2 separate regions of the Anser cygnoides genome follow, and region 1 is linked to region 2. The links are chromatin contacts, called in public Hi-C maps. All regions are on one chromosome and are shown on one strand. The core of a region is the stretch at or near the end of the contact, and the rest is flanking DNA. Distances in the headings are between cores, read along the strand shown.

Region 1 (4,898 bases), core at 831-3,330, 110 kb after region 2:
TGGATGCAGTTGGAAACTGAACGGGATTAGCGACAAGATGTGATGTTGCATTGGGGTAAAGCTCTGGCTATCAAGAAGCCCTGGGTTTATAGACTTTATTGGGATCATGTGACATGACCCAAGGGACTTCACATAGAAAACTGAGAGGTGTTTCTCTTTTCCTCCTATTGCTTCTGCGAGCCCATTCTTTGCATTCACCACTATGAAGAAGTTAGTTAATCAATGGCATGCAGCAGAAATGACTGCAGTGAGTAATAAATGGTGGGTCCGTGCTGTAAAAATGCTTGCTGCAACAAGAAAGAAGTGTTTCTGCAGAGAAGCCTGGTGCCAAGGACAAGATCAGGAAGGACACAACAGCAGAGGGGAAGGCCTGCTGCTTGATGCTGTCTCCCCCTGACCTGAAGCCCTGGTGGCAGAAATGTGGCCTGCAGGAGCCAGTCTTGGGCAATGGGTGCTGCAGATTGAGCCCCACTGACAGGACGCTGAGATTTCTGTACACTAGAATGGCTTGGAAACCACACGAACAGATGATGGACACTGTGACAGTACTCCAGTGTGAAGGAGCAGGAGTGGCGGGGATTGCTCTTCCTGCAGAATGTTTCAAAGCAATATTTCTGTGGATGCCTGAGCATAGATTGTATGGTATTTTCTTCCTTGCAATGAAGGACAGACAGTTTGACTAAAAATAAAATCCAAATTCAGCCCAGAGTGGATTCCTCCAGAATATTGCTTTTGGCCAAACTGCTCTGAATTGGACAACAACGTCTGGAAAAGCTTCTGTGTCCCTTGACTGGCTGGAGAAAAAACTGTGATCTTGGCAAATATCCCAGCTCTCTGCAAAGTGCAGAATGCTTCTCTCCTTTTTGACCTCATTGCTGTTGGACTCTTATGCCAGCCAGAGTTTAGGAGCTTTCCATTTATTGCAACAAACTGAAAATGGCTGGCAGCTAAGTTCAACAGATGCAGGAATAAGGTGGTTTATTCTTTCTCCAGAAAGGCACAAAAAAGAGGCATCGTCCAGCCAAGCATTGACCAGAAAAGGTACGAAGCAGAGCAGATTTCATCAGCTCTAGCTCACAGAAACTACCCTTCCTAGGAGGAAAAACATCATTCTGTACCATATAATTCTTCTTTCAGTTCTGCAGGTCAAGAGACCTGTCTGCAAAGTGCCTTGTACCCACTGGACTGCTGTAGGAACTGTTAGTAATAACACGTCGCCTAATTTGCTCTTCCAGGGAACTCTCTTCCCCCAGTTTGAAGCACTGGAGTTAGTCATCATTAATTTATTAGCCCACTCTCCCATGACGTAGTATGCAAGTACATTTTTAACTACCATTGTAGTACTTCATGGCATTTCTTCCATCGAAAGGCAGAGGAGAAACATCTGTTTTGTAGGGAAGTGCAAGTGTGGGTGCCCATCTTCTAGCATGGCCTTGTAGCTGATGGAGACTGATGTGCCAAGACACTCTGCAGTTATTCACGAGCAAAATTTGCCCAGTTTCTACCTGCCTCTTACCTGTGTCCTGAGAAGTGTGAGAATATGATTACCTTGCTCCCAGCCCAAAGGGGTGAATCACAGCACCACCTTCTTGCAGAGAGACTTGCCCAGAGCTGATCACTCATCGCCAAAATCAAGTCCATGAAGCGGGATGGCCTCTTCGCTCCACCTCCTAGCAGCCCTCAGGCTTCGAGCAGGTGCAGTCCCTGCCTTGTTTCTGGCCTAGTCAGAGACCTGCTGAGGGCAATCCAAAGTATGGGTACTCCAAATTAGGCAGGCCTTTCACTATATTCTAGGGGGTGTTGGATTATACAGATCACAAGCCTACACCTAAATAAATTGGAGAACCTTTTTCACATCAGAATGACTATCTAATTTGTTTGATGTAGACACCCCTTTATTATCCCTCAGCACTACTTGATCCTACATGTGTTTATCCACTTAGATATACATGATATACAGGCTTTTTTTTTTTTTTTTTTAATTTATATTTGATTTTGGGAAGGAACGAGATGAGCTCCAAGTAACAGAATGTGATAGCTCTGGAATATTACACAGCATTAATCTCAGAAGTGAGTGGGAGCAAGACACTGAGGAATGCACAGCCTGAGAAAACTGGGGAGGCTCAGTAAGTAGCAGGAGGAGATAAAAGCAGACAGCTTGGGAAGATATTTGGAAAAGAAATATTGGTATAAAGAAGACAGACAGGAGAGAGACAACCCAGGCCGCTTCCCGGGCAAACCTTTCAGTGAGTGCCTGCAGCTCTGTGCTGCTGGATGTGGAATTGTTTTATGGATTTCTCTTGTTTCCAGGGTCTTGGAAAACTATTGTCTAGTGCATGACCTCATGGGAAGTGCAACTGTTCAACATAGTGAGCACATCCAAGAAAAAAAAAAGAAAGAAAAGCCAAAAATTAAATTTGGTGGTTAATTTGTCCTATTTTTATCTTTTCTGTGAGTTATCTGGAGATGCATGCAACTTATTTTTGGAAGATTTAGGAAGCAGAGGGTGTTACCAGCTATTGCAGCATATATATATATACACACATTATATATATTTATGCTGCATTTTTTGTGACAGATAATGAGCTGCAAAAGATACCTATAGAGGCAGCATCATTAAGGGAGATTGCTTTTAGACAGTTGCATTAAAGATTTCTCAAGTAAAAGCTGAAGTAACTGTTTCGCTATTGTTAAAGAGAGACGCATGGAGTGAAGGACGGAGAGCACGCTTGGTTCTGTGGCGAGGGGTCATGGGCTGTAAAAAGGCTCAGAAATTAAGGAATTGGGCTGCAGCTGTTTATGTGGTTTGCATTTCCAATCCCTCCCATAAGAAACTGCATGGCTGCACTCTATCATTTGCAAGGATCACTGTAGATCTGGCAGGGCCTTGCCAGCAGGATTGCTGTCTCCAGGGGTTTGCCTCTATACAGCCTGTGGCTGTCTTCAGTCTCTCCTTTGTGCCTTATTGTGCAGACACAAAGAACTCAATTTTGATTTTCTCTGAAACACTTTGTCTTACTGACTTCTACTCAGTTGCTCCTGTTGGATAGCTAAAGCTGTTCTTAACTAAACTGCATCTACATCTGATGTATACAGGCTCCCTCTTTCTTCTAACTGTATTTAATTCTAAGGGCTTGTTAGCTCCCCAGAATATTTTATTTTTTCCTGTTCAAAACAGGAAATTGGCCCAGGTGCCATTCCCTTGCACTAGCAGTAGTTTTGCTGAGTGTCAGTGAGAGGCAGGTACAGCAACATCAGGGTCCTGGAGGTAAAGTTGTGCCAAAATATCATAGCCGAGGGATTTGCACTGCATTTAGCCAGGAGGTTATTGTCTGCCTATGCTCAGACACTAATTGCTGACGAGACTATGTGTATGTAACACATCTTGTTTCTAATCATGTAAACAAGTATTTTCCTGGCCTTGGAACTGGCAGCCAAAATGTGATTAAAATTCAGTGAGTTTCCTCCTCTCCCTGGTAGTAAGCATTCCCACTGAGTCAATGAAGGCAGCTGCGCTGGCCAGGGCTGTGACCCAAGCTGTAGCCTGAACAATAAATTCTGCGAAGGAAGAAGGACAAACCTCTGGGAATTGCCTGTTTCCTTAGAAGATCTGAGGAGCCTGTTGCTTGGAGGACCTCACTGCATCTCTTGAACAAGGAAAAGGCAGTGCTGCCCCACAATGGACGAAAGGGATGCGGTATCCTGAGGTATCTTTCAGCATCAGATATCCAGCTTCAGGGGAGGATAGGCTCAAAAGAGGCAGATATGTCTTTGCTGATCTTGTCTGCACCCACTTAAATCTGCGCTTCAGGGCTCCTGTTGATCACCTGCAGAGTCAAGGAGGAATTGCTCAGCTGACGGATACAGACCTTGAATATGGGGATGTTTGTTTCTCTCACTGTTATTCCTGCCTTGCAGTGACACAAAAGATTGTGGCATCAGCAAGTGATGGCACACAGAGAAGCTGGGTTGTGTCCCCAGAAGTGCTGTCAGTGGAGCCTGGGGACTTTTAATGATGTGCAGAAGGAATTATATTTTTTCCAGTCTAGTTTGATGAAAACCACTATATAGCTATTTTTTTCTTTCCTTTCCTTTTTCTTCTTTCAGTAGCTTGGGGGGTTCTTTAACTTCCTGTGATCAGCTGGGAATTGCTGTGAACAAGCCCTGTGCTGCCACAAAGGACCTGAATATTGGCAAGGCCCATGGGGCTCCCCTGCTGTCTTCCTGTGTGGAGTACAGTTTTTGACTTTTACCAGCCTCCTGTGGACTTGGGAAGTGAGGAATGGATGTCTCCACGTCCCCTTGCTGGTCTCTTAACTGGTTTCAGCCGGCTGAGGGGTCCAAGCTCATATCCTGGGTGGATGCTAATTTATTCAGGAGGGCTTGCTCCTTTGGCAGATGTTATGCATTTCACTACATCAGAGATTCAGCTGTCAGCAGAGAGGGCAACATGCATATTCAGGGTCTCCTTTAATGTCAGCCATAGCAGAAAGTGCCTGCCACTCAGCAGTAACAGCTTGAAATGCTGTGGGGCTATCGGTGCGATGCTGTGCAAGTGGAGATCTCCCTCGTAGGCCTCTTGAATCTCACTCCATTTATTAGAAGGGGCGATTACTCAGATTTCTGTTCTGGGAGACTATTAACTAGCAAGCTAGACAGTGAATTTAAAGTCCACTAGGTACAGCACACTTGTACCCTACAGGGATAATGAAATGTAAGCCTTTCTTTTGAAAGTGTCTTAATGCACTTCTATTCCTTGCTCAGTGATTGCCAGTAAGCCTGTTCCCATGGCCAGCACACCGCGGTGAGGACATGGTGAATTTAGTCTGGTTACTGTGCCTTGGCTCCCTCAGGTAGTTATCTATGGAAATGCAAAATTTTAGGTAACAGTCTGACTT
Region 2 (4,347 bases), core at 1,222-3,721:
CACATTAAATAAGCAGAAAAAACTTCAGTGTTCCATTTTGTTTACATTTATCATTACCATATGTCAAATCAGGAAAAAAAATCCCCTTAGTCAGAATGTTATTTTGGAGTAGTAGCTGTGAAATACTTTCAAATCCAGAATGACGCAATTTAACAGAAACTACTGCAAAACCTATCTGTGGTATCTCATTTGGTCATCTTGAAATTTTTCTGAAATAAAGTGAGACTATATTGCAAGATACTCAAAAGGCAATTTTATTTTAAAATTCCATTTATATAGAAAAATGATTTATTAGTGTAAACCAGTAAGAATTAGCAATAGTAGTCACACCCACCCACCAAAACAACAATTAAAAGAAAGAAATAGGAAAAAGCCTATAGCAAACCTTCTACTCAAAGGTCCCGTTAATCTTTGGCAGCCTTCGCTGAGCGCGACCATGAGGCTTTTTAACTCACATTTCCAAGTCTCTTCACATAGGTACAAACATTGTAATGTTGGTACTTTGTAAAAGAATCTCCATGAAGTTTAGTTACGTGTCTCATAGTCTCTCCTCAACAGATATAATCTAATCCCTTCACTTTTTAACAAGTGAAGGCTTTGTATCAACGGAAGAATGTATTACATGTACTGGAAAATAAGCACCCACATTCTAAATTGTCGCATTGAAGTGTTGGTGAGATTATTCTCCTGGTAATACCTTCAGCCTTCCACATTAGAAACATTTTGGCCAAAGACCATGAGATTGCATTAGCTATTTATCTTTGTGAGATAACTGTATAAATTTGTTAGCCCAATATTTGTATAGAGCTCTCATTTCAATAATGAGATCTTCACTTGTGTGAGGCCAGCGCAATGAAGTGAATGATTTGCACATGAACATTCTTCAGACATCCCCGTGAGACTCAGGGAGTTCCAAGATTCACTTATCCAAGCAAAAGCTCTTGTAGCCCACATCAATCAAGCATTGTGTCATGTTTTCTGGAAAGAAATTAAGCTGAGAAAATAAGAGCTTAAAATTGTTGGTCTGGTTTGAAAACAAAAGATCGATTTGCATGTTCTTCTATGGAAAAAAAAAAAGAAATTCAACCTCACTGCTTTGTATTTAAATATATATACGTTTAATATAGGAGGCGAGGCATTCTGCAGCTAAAATGGAAGCTGTCCCTAAACCTATCATTTGCAGACCAGCCAGCTGCAAATCGGTCTTCTGACACCATTTCAGACACTACTTCTTACACAAATGTTAAAACAGTTTTGGGACCCAACTATGACATGTGGAATAAGCTATAGCTCGCTATGAGAAGTATTTCTAGATTGGAAATAGATGATAGTTGTGTTTGCCAACCTATCTTTGTGTTCCACCACGGCAAGCAAATGAATTTTAACTTCACTGGTACAGCTACTGAAATGGTTAAATAAACAGAACCTAACCCATTTGGCTTTTATTTCAAAGGCTGAAAGTATGCAAAATTTTTCAAAAATGGAAGAATAGAAAAATGCATTTTAGAAGATTTAGTGCTACACTGCAGTAAGATCATCAGAATTACGACCACAACGGAAATACCGCTAACCTTCCAATCCGGAGAGGCCCAAATTACAACCTTAACTAAAAATACCATGAGCTGCAAGGAAGCTCAGCATCTAAGGGTTCCTGTCACAAACGGAAGCAAAATTCTTGGTCCTAGCGTAGGTCCATGTTTGTATGCTTCTGTACCTGTTAAAAAAGGTACAACGTGGACGCTACGGTATTTACCTGGGTTATCATCGGTTGGTGGCCTAAATCCCCAAAGCCTGGGAGGCAGAGGAGGAACGAAGGAGGAACGAAGGAGGAACATCAGGCCGTGTGCTTGCTGCCCCTCACTTGGGGACTACAGCGGCTGTGCTGAGAAGGGGCCGAAGTGACACGTCAGTCGTAGACCTCCTGATTCTGGACTGAATTTTACCGTGAGCTACATTTTGGCGCTTGATAAAAGCCCTAAAGATTAAAGATTAAAGGCAAGGGTGGTCACTTCAGAGCCCCACACCACCTCTCCGGCCTCTGCCGTGCCCCCCTGCTCGCCCAGGTTTCCCCGAAAAACACGCTTGGGCAACGCACCCCCGGCACCCAGCTGCTGCCCCCGGGGATGGGGAAAACGGGGAAAAACGGGGAAAAACGGCCCCGAGCCGCCGGGACCCCCGGGGGGCGACGGGCAGGGAAGGGGGCTCGGGGTCCGCGGGCTGCCCGCAAAATGGCCCCGGGGCAGCGCGGGCAGGGCCCCCGCAGCGGGGCCGCTCCCTCCGCTCTTACCTCAGGGGCGTGAGGGGTGCGGGGACGGGGCGGGGGGGGGGGGGGAGGGTCTGGGGGCGCCCCCTCCGTGCCCCGTCTCCCGCAGCGGGCGGGCGGGGCGGGGAGGGGCGGGCGGCGGAGGGGGCAGGGCCGCTCGCCGCAGTCACCCTCACACAGAGCGCGCCGGGGAGGGGAGAAAAAGGCCCCGCTCCGGCGGAGGGATACAGCGCTCCATATATAGCGGCACGGCGCAGCCTCGCACCCCCAGCACTCCTCGCCGCCGCCGCGCCGGGCAGCAGCAGCAGCTGCAGGAGGAGCAGTAGCGGGAGGCAGCAGCAGCAGCAGGAGGCAGCAGCCGCCGCCGCTCGTGGTCGCGCAGTTCGTGCCGCCGCCGCCGCGCCATGGTAGGTAGCGCGGCCGCCCGCAGCACCGGGGGCTGGCTGAGGAGAGGGGCGGCCGAGCCGGGCTGTCCCCGGGGAGGGCTGCGGCGCGGGGGCGGTGGGAGGCCGCAGAGCTAACGGCCGTGCCGGGCACCCCTTCCCTCTCTTCCCTTCCCCCCCCCCCTTCCCTTCTCCCTCCCGCCGCTTCCTTCTCCCCCGCGGCGCCGCCCGCCCCGCCTCGCCCTCCGGAAAGGGCCGGGAGCCGCTCCCCGGGGCCGCGGCTCTGCCCCGCTGCGCCCCGGCCGCAGTGCGCACCGAGCCGGGGGGGGGGGGGGAGACCGCGCTGCGGCTGCTGCGCCCTCAGCCCCCCCCTCCCCCCCCATTCCTCCCCGGTACCGTCCCCAAAAACGCAGCCGGGCTGCCCGCATTACATCATGTCTCCTCCTCTTCCTCCCTGCCTCCCGCCGCCTGGCCCCCGGCCGCGGGGGTTGGGGGGGCAGCCGAGCCTCTCTCCCCCCACCCCCCTCCAGCCCCCGGGGGTAGGGGATGGGGGGTGGGGGGGATAGGGGAAGGGGATGGGGGTTGGGGCAGGGGGAGCCGCTGCCTTCCCCGCCCGGGGGAGGGAGGGGAGGGGAAGGGGAGGGGAAGGAAGCGGGGCCGCAGTGCAGCACTGACCGCCGGGCAGGGCGCCTGTTGCGCCCGCCGCTGCCCGCCTGCCCCCACAGCCCCGGGGATGGCAGCCTGGGGCTGGGGGGCTTCGGGGGCAGCCCCCCGCCGAGGAGGGAAGGGTTGGGATTTCTTTTTTTTAATTATTTTTTTTTTTTGGAGGGGGGGAGCAGGCTGCCCTCCAATCGCTTTCTGGCCATCTGGGTGTCGCTCCGTGCTGCCTGTCGGTCTCCCCTCCCCGCCGGGGCAGGCTGACACCACCGGGACACGGTTTGGTGGCGGGCCGGGGTGGCAGCCCCAGCCCCAGGCACCTTTGTCCCCCAGCACAGCGCTGGCGGCCGCCTGCGGCGAGCCGAGCCCCGAGGACAGCCCCGGCGCTGCCGTGTCTTGGTGTGACGCCGCTTTTCGGAGGCATCCGGAGCCCCGAGACACGGGGCAGAAAGCTGGTGCTGCTGGTTGGGGTTTTTGCCGAGGCGTGGCACCGTTTCCTGTTCTGCAGGGCATTTGGTCTGTTATGTAAATTGCTGAGATGATTTTTAAGGGAAGCCTTATCTTTGGTGGAAAATCGCGAAAAGAGTGGGAGGTCAAGCTGGATTTTTGAAGACGTTTTCTACAGTCGTTTAGCGTGACGTAAGAAATGTGAATTTGGTTTTTAACTGCAAGCATATTTCCACTATTTTCTTACCCTGCCATACATGTGGGGAGCTGTTTAATCACTACTCACAGACATAAAACACTGAAGTCGGCACCTAAATACTGATGATGTCTGTGTGTCACTTAACACATCCGGCAAGCTTCCAACCCTGTTGTTCACCTGTGCGGGGCTTGACAGATCATGCAGCCTGTTAATTCTCCATTGCATTTGTTGCCCTTTGCTGTAGTTACCTGGCTTTTATGCTCGAGATTAATGGTATTTTAGGACAAAAGGGTTGCAAGATGCCTGCTTTCTTTGACCAGCAGCATTATTTTTTTTTGTATTGGTAAAAGCTTTTCAATAAAAGAAGCCTTACAGGAGCTAGTACTTTGTTTTCAAAT

The links. Hi-C and Micro-C count contacts between places; a contact is called where the count stands out from the background.
Region 1: a Hi-C map of liver shows a contact between it and region 2, with 3 times the contacts expected there. The contact joins the enhancer-like site here to the promoter of CALM1 in region 2. A contact is called at or near these places in 3 of 7 Hi-C or Micro-C datasets (granulosa cells and liver).

The regions. Positions count from the first base shown.
Region 1 is chr5:49,310,806-49,315,703 of Taihu_goose_T2T_genome, forward strand. All of the region lies in intron 3 of LOC106036716 (a long non-coding RNA gene), which reads left to right. Among named protein-coding and RNA genes, the nearest start is that of CALM1, 110 kb to the left of the region's middle. Within about 2 kb of position 2,081, at least 1 of the 3 cell types and tissues checked has open chromatin away from gene starts, as enhancers often do.
Region 2 is chr5:49,196,872-49,201,218 of Taihu_goose_T2T_genome, forward strand. CALM1 (calmodulin 1) reads left to right here and starts at 2,472. Exons shown (of 6, transcript XM_066998254.1): 1 at 2,472-2,670. The coding sequence starts at 2,668. It overlaps LOC136790964 (a long non-coding RNA gene), which reads right to left and starts at 2,366. Exons shown (of 2, transcript XR_010831966.1): 1 at 2,288-2,366; 2 at 1,754-1,975.